Linked DNA regions of Xenopus laevis: region 1 is linked to region 2. Evidence: chromatin contacts called from public Hi-C data. All regions are on one chromosome and are shown on one strand. Each heading gives the region's core, a stretch centred on a gene start, on an enhancer-like site or on the middle of the called end of the contact. The rest is flanking DNA. Distances are from core to core; before and after follow the strand shown. Region 1 overlaps atxn1.L (ataxin-1). Region 2 holds the start of atxn1.L (ataxin-1).

Region 1 (3,733 bases), core at 1,218-3,717, 140 kb before region 2:
TTGCTGAGGTTACGATCAGGCCAGGGGGGGAGGTCAGGGGGCAGCACGGAGTCAGGAGGGCTGGGACCCACCAGCTTTTTTCTGATGTCCTGTCGGCTCAGTATGACCCTGGCTTTATAGTATAATAGTGATAGTAATCTTCTACAAATGCTTTTCAAACTCTCATATACATGGGAACATATAAAAAAGAACAGGCAACACTGAAACAATACTTAGTGCCTTTGAGAGGATTTCGCGTGAAATGTCTCTGTATGTCAATGTAGTAAGGATTTAGGTGCAAATTACGGACAGCAGGTGAAAGGTCTGTTACTGAGGGCAACTGGATGAGAGAGGGGTTAAACCCAGTGTTGGACTGGCCCACCGGGATATCAGGTGGGCTCAGGTGTCAGTGGGCCCTCATGCTGTTAAACATTTGGCCTATTTCATGGCCATTCCCTATTTCAATGAGAACAAAGTGGCTGAATAGTTGGAATGATAGATTGCAGTATGTAAAGAAAAGAGACTACGAGAATAGAGGTTGAGTGAGGAGAGGAAGAATAATAGTAGTGAGAGTGGGCCCGTGGTCTAAGATTACTTGTGGACCCCTGGTCAAAGGTTTTTGGGTGGGCCCCTGGTGTCCAAGTCTGACACTGGTTAAACGAGAGATATCAACCTATTCAAGACAGCATCTGGGAAATCTTCCGTCCACGTAATGTGTCATTGGGGAAAGGGGTATGGCCTAATTGATGTAGGGTTGTGGCCTATTGTATAATTAAAATTATTCACCGCCATACTTGTATTTAACTATGTAACCTGATATCCTTAATAAAAACTTTTGGGGGGAAAAAAATATGGACTGCACATGCGCACATCCTTTCTCACAGCAAAAATTGTTTACTGCACATGTGCATATTGCACACTGTAAAAAAACGGGGGAATGGCCTGTGGTCGCGGCAGTGCAGGGCTCCAAAAACAGGTAACTCCTGAGAATTCCAAGAAAGTTGACATCTCTGGTTAAATTAGAGTGACTCCTGAAAAATGTGGGTGAGTTGACATGAGTGAGGTTTTTGGGGAAGTTTTGATCAAAGTGGTGCAAAACATAACTTTTATAAGCACATTCCGTCTATTTTTGAGGAGTATAATGCAATTGAAAATACTTGTTTCTGAAATATGTTCTCCTTTAAAGGATAAGTAGATCTTAAAAAATATGTGAATGTAAAATTTATGAGAGTGCTATTCTAAGAACTTTTGCAATGTACAATTTTTATTATTATTATTATTATTATTTTTAATTCCAATGTATTAAGGGATACATGTACTGTTAATATTAATGAATTTTGTTACAACAGCACCACCTGCTGGTCATTTTCCAACCAGTCTGACCACTAAGTAGTCAGGGAAGTTGTCAGAAGAAAGGTGGCTGCTCTGATGTTCTTCTGGTTTGGAAAAAATTGGAAACCTCTTTCAAATCTTTCCTAACTAGAAGAACATCACAGCAGCCACCTTTCTTCTGACAACTTTCTTGACTACTTAGTGGTCAAACTGGTTGGAAAATGACCATCAGGTGGCACTGTTGTAACAAAATTTATTCATGTTAACAGTACATGTATCCTTTAATATTTTGGAATAAAAAAAAAAATAATGAATGTACATTGCAAAATAGCTTAGACTAGCACTATCATCAATTTTACATTCACTTTTTTTTAAGGTTTACTTAGCTTATACTATATGTACCAGAGATTCTAGGCCCAGGCAGATCAGCACATTTGCAGCAGTAACTCCATTGTTCCCTAATCTCCACTAAGAGCAAGAGCCTACACAATATGTCTTGTAATATAGGAGCCTGTTGGTGTTATAAAGACAAAACAGCAGGTAGGAATCACTTTTCAAAGCACACGACAGGGTTTTCATAGAAATAATCAGGGACAATAAGAAAACCCCATAAAAATCAAGATAAATTTTAACAAACGGTCAAGTTTGGTGTCTTACATACACACCTACCTAAATCACAAAAACGAATTTTGCCATCTGGCCAATACAGCAGAGGACAGTAAAAAGAGTCTGGATACCAATATTTATTAATAGGGAAGAAAGAGTAAAAGGCATAAAGGCTGGTATTGTTTTTTTTTTTTTTTTTTGCAAAAAGGTGGGAACAGAACCATAAAGATGTTTGTTTAACAGAGTTTTTGCTCTAGCCTGGAAAAAAACCCAGAAATATTTTCTAGCAAAGCAACTCAAAGGCAACTAAACACAGGCACTGTGTACACATCTTGCTAATGCCAATATCTCAATGGAAAGCTGCCAGATTAATGTCTGGGCTGACATTCAAACATGCTCAGCTTCCTTGAATTCTATGCTCTCAGTAAACATTCACAATCACTTCTTAAAAAGAGGCTACACGGTTGAATTCCCTCTTCCACCCCTCCCAGCTCTACACTGCTTAATCTGTGGGCACGGCAAGAGTTTGGACGGTGTCCAGCAAATTCTTTTTCGTGAAACCATTCATTCTCCTGCCTGGAGTGATTAGTGGAAGATCCCCACGGCCCTGCATTGTGTAAACCAGTGTTGTGTGCTTAACACAAACTTATTGGGTTATCAGGAAGTGTCTGTTAAAGGTGGAAGGTTTTAACATTTTATAGAAATGTTCTTGGGAAATAGATACAAGTACTGCTTTTTCTCTTGGCTACGCCTGGGCACAAATTAAATTTGAGGTCAGCGGGTGTTGAAAGTAGCTACATTGCTGACATCCCATCCAACATGAGAGATTTGTCATATCTGTGTTCCCACTTGCTTGTCTGATTTAGCCATCCATTGGCTCAGCAAGCTATCCCTGTGGCTCACTGTAGGTATTACACTTCTGCAGCCATTTTTATCCTTTATTAATGCCAGAGGCAAATGTCAAAATGCGTTTCCATGTGCATTACTGCTGCATAAAGAGCAATTATAATGACTGCCATATGTGTGGTAGCTACCACTGAGCAAACATTCCTCTTCGTAGAGGACTACAGATAATAGTGGAACTAGTTTAGTAACAAGAAGTTTAAAAATGAGAAGAATCTATTTGTATATTGGCACGTTATTCCATCACATACACCCAAGTGAAATCTTTTCCACCAGCAGAGAGCAGTGGAACGTCACTGTAATGGGGCCAAGAAAGCCAAGAAGGCTTGGTGAATCATTGCAAAGCATTAGCTGTGAATAAACACAAGGCATTTAAAAGGTGGTACACAAATAACTGTGGATCAAATGTGGTGGAAACTTCTATAGCAAAGGAATAAAATGTACATTCAGATGGACAGGCTAAAGAGACCAACAGGCTCTACTATAGAAGCACAACTAATGTGTTAGTTTAGAACAGTTCATCATCATTTATTTATATATATAACAGTTTAGAGAGTTGGTGACCCCTGCCCTCCCAGAGCTGCTTTAGAAATACATAAGAAGGCAAAGAATCAAATCTTACACTTCAAAGCAGTTATAGGATCCATTATCCAGAAAGCTCCGAATTAGGGAAATGTGCTCTCCCATTGACTCCATTTTAATCAAATAATTCCCATTTTAATAAATGATTTCCTTTTTCTCTGTAATAGAACAGTAGCTTGTACTTGATCCTAACTAAAATATAATTAATCCTTATTGGAGCCGAAACAATCCTAAATGGTTGATTTAATGTTGAAATGGCTTAAATGGTTGGTTCACCTTTAAGGTAACTTTTATTATGTTATAGAATGGGCAATTCTAAGCAACTTTTCAA
Region 2 (3,652 bases), core at 791-3,290:
CAGCACTGTGGGGTGGAGCAGTCTGTCTGCCAAATGCTCCGGGCCTGTCTTTCTAGCAGCACTAGGCCGTAGTGCAGAACATAATGCCTTAGCTTTAATGTAGGGCAACTAATAAAGCTCGTTTGTTGTACATATTCTCTGTACGAAATCCTCACTACATTCTGTTGTGGGTTAGACCTACTTCAATTCAAAGTTAAACAACAATAATGATAATCTGGAATGTAGTGGAAGTACAACCTAAGAGCTAAAATGCAGCTTTGTCTGTTTCATTTAGATCAAAAACATGTACATTTTATCTAAAAACAGCTCAATATCAGTAATAATAAAAGCATACTAGAAATCCTATGCTTAATAAGAGTGGGGAGAAGTGCTGGGGATGCCGGTAATTGTAGTCCAGCAGTGGATCGGGCATGACTAATTAACCTCCATTCAGCCTTCCAGCTTTCTATATCTCTAACCCTGCCAGTTCTTTTATGTTCATGAATAATGGAATAACCCTACAATCAAAATAATGGCAAGATTGTGCAAGTCTCTCCATAGTAATCTGGGACCAGGTGGTCTCCATAGAGGAGAAGCAGACTGATAGATCAGACAGTAGGAGGAGGGGACTAAGAGAGGTGACATAAATGTGTGCTCTCCTCTCTCGTACACACACTCACACTGGCTCTCTACATTACCCCATGGGGAAAGCAATTACTGCAGTCTCCCTATTACTGATCAGGGTTAAAACTCTCTATTACTCTCAGTTACTATGCAAAGCAGGCCTCACTCTACACGAAATACACACGGTGGCACTCATTAAGAACATTTGCGCCTACGGTGCACTACTCTTAGGCACTACACTAGATCATTTCTGCAAACCGAAAAATAAAACAAATGTCTCTTATCTCCGACTGCTTCTTTCAGGGAGAATAAAAAGCAGGAAGGGGAAAAACAAGCCTGTGGTCTGTAGTTCTGCAAGGCTTATATATATATGTGAGCCCAGAAAGGGTTCAGTACAGAAATGCTTTTATACATACATGCATAGCACTTGCCCACTAAGGTCTGCATGAACAGAACGGCAAAGCAGTGACACAAATAAAATCGACTTACTGTAAAGTGCAGTATAAGGGCTTGTTGGATGAAGAGGGTGTCTGAGCTATTGCATTTTTTTCCTCCTACTCTGCCCCCCCTCGCAGAAAGACAGGTCTTGTATGTCTCCTCTACTGTAGTAGAAATGATGTCTGCAGTACAGCTCTCTCCCTCTCTCTCTCCAGTATGTAAATGTGTAATAGAAGCCAAATATGGAGCAGTTGGCTGCCTCTGCAACAGCTCAAGGATCCTACTTCATGCAAAAGGGAGGAAGGGGGGGGGGCAGAGAGAGTGTGTGTGTGGAGGCAAGGCAACACTCTGGCAGACAGCCAAAGCAGCCACACAGATTATTGCATACGCACAACAGAGCTGGGCCGGTCGGCTTTAACCCCTTCTACATGCTGGTCCGCCAGCCTGCCGTGTACTTGTTGTATTTCTTCAGCTACAGTAGGTGCTGTTATAAATGACGGTTTTCCCCTTATAACAAAAAGGGTTTTTTTCGGGATTCTTCTTCAGTATCATTTAAAGGAAGAAAGAGCGAGCAGAGACGTAGCAGCACAGAGTAACTTTAATATGTGCACATGATTCCTGTAGGGTGTGTGCCTCTGTTGGAAAGAGAAGTAGAGGTTGAGGAGAGGCAGAGTAGGAATTGTAAGGGCAAGCCAAGCTCAATGTCCACAGAGAGGAACAACGCAGACTAACATGTTCACGTCATGTAGGAAATCGCTTCTGACTTAACCCCGTCTGTGCCGGCAGGCTTAACAATGGAATTCATTCCGCCACATGAGCCTTTGGAATAAGGCACCATCCTTTTTGTGTGAATGTTTTTCCCTCTTTCATAAGTCAAAGAAAATCCCTGCTATTTTCAGCTCTGGGCATACCCCTTCATGTAAAGCCGTTTTCTATTACAGCCTACTTCCTGGGTGCTGCTGTTGCTGCCTTGTAGTAAACAGCGGCAAGGGCACCTATTGCCTGTGATCTGGTGACTTGTGTGTCCAGCAAGTGTCAAGTGAATGTACTAACCTGTTGTGTTTTTTCTTCTCTCTCCAGGGAACAGAGGGTTACTGAAAAGCATGCTAATAGACTCGGTGACCCCGAAGAGTACCCTCTGGTGGTAAAACATAATAGGTTGTGGAAAACACAGCAAGCAGATGGTTTGTCTCCTTCATACATGTCATTCAGTGTTTTTTTTTTTAAACAGTTGCAATGCCCTGTAATAGGTAACAGAAAACACAGTAAATTGTACACACAGCTTTCTGGTTGAACATTGTACCTGGTACAAACTGTCCAGGCTGTCTTATACGGTAGATGGCATCTTCCCTCGGGCCGGCCCAATATCAAAGTGGGCCCTTGGGGGTAGGGTGATAGAAATAAAAGTACCTAAGATATATTATAATTACAGTTGTTTAACTGCAACACCAAGCTGAAGGCTGCTGGGGGGTTTTGGGAGCCATAGCTGTAGGGCCATAGCTTTAAACGAATATTCATCAATTAGAAAAGGGGAAACAATCCATTGTTTTAATGCATGTTTTCTTTGTGTCTTGAATTCCTCCAAGGTGGTTTCCTTAGCTGACAGAGTGAGAAGTGGCAGTCCATATCGAAGAGAAAAAAACGAAAGAAGAAGAAACCAAATGAGGTTGAAGACATGGAAACCACTGTAGATTGCCTATGGATAGGACTGACCTGCTGAGCCCACAGAAACCATGGCAGATAAGCCTTGAGTACTGTATTGTACCCTACAGTTACAGATATAATCAAAAGTTTTATGACATAATTACAGGAGAATCAAAGTTGTAGCAATGTAGTAGCAGGTGCCAGGTCTAATAATTAATAGCAACCAAACTGATATTTAATTTAATTAATTCTTGCAGTAGACTGCCAAATGTTAACTGCTGATTGGTTGCTGTGATTTATTTAATCATGGATTAGACCTTGCACATTGGGGTGTACTGCTTTAGTTCAAATTTATCCATTTGATAATCTTTTTATTTTCTTTTCCTCCAGAAGAAGAGTAGAAGAAATGGTGAACTGGTGAAACTTGAATATAAATCCTAGAAATAAGGTATATTTATTTCATTAACGTCCAAAATAAAAATCATAGGTATAGTATCAATGAGTATGTTCTATAACAATTACACAATATTCTGTAATGTCAGTAAACTCTTGGTATACGCTAAACGTTTCTGTTTATGGGGCAGCAATAAATAATATCTAGTGGCTACTATGTAGAAATGTCTGCAATAAAAACAAGAGAACTATGGGCTCATTTATCAATGGTATTATGTTATCCACACCCCTGTAATAGGCCGCATCATGCTTTAGTGCACTGGAACCCTGTAGATTTTGGATTGAGCAGAACCCTGACTGATGAGAAAAGGGACATCCCTATCCTGCCACATTCCACCTTCTACATGGAAGACATAACCTGTGACCAAAAGCAGGATTTTCACTACCCAGCTGAAATCTTAGTGCCTCCAGAAACCAGGCACAGAAATTTGTGGTAGATCGCAACAGGTACAATTATGCTAGAATTCTGCTGCTACATTGGTCTCTGTATATTGGGAGGCTGTATATATAAATG

The links. Hi-C and Micro-C count contacts between places; a contact is called where the count stands out from the background.
Region 1: a Hi-C map of the XL177 cell line shows a contact between it and region 2, with 3 times the contacts expected there. The contact joins the enhancer-like site here to the promoter of atxn1.L in region 2. A contact is called at or near these places in 2 of 4 Hi-C or Micro-C datasets (the XL177 cell line and the XTC cell line).

The regions. Positions count from the first base shown.
Region 1 is chr6L:98,807,260-98,810,992 of Xenopus_laevis_v10.1, reverse strand. The region is part of intron 5 of atxn1.L (ataxin-1); the gene reads right to left. Among protein-coding and RNA genes, the nearest start is that of gmpr.L, 82 kb to the left of the region's middle. Within about 2 kb of position 2,467, at least 1 of the 7 cell types and tissues checked has an H3K27ac peak or open chromatin away from gene starts, as enhancers often do.
Region 2 is chr6L:98,669,533-98,673,184 of Xenopus_laevis_v10.1, reverse strand. atxn1.L (ataxin-1) reads right to left here and starts at 2,040. Exons shown (of 7, transcript XM_018267818.2): 1 at 1,093-2,040. LOC108719147 (a long non-coding RNA gene) reads left to right here and starts at 1,396. Exons shown (of 3, transcript XR_001936169.2): 1 at 1,396-1,518; 2 at 2,122-2,225; 3 at 2,628-3,652.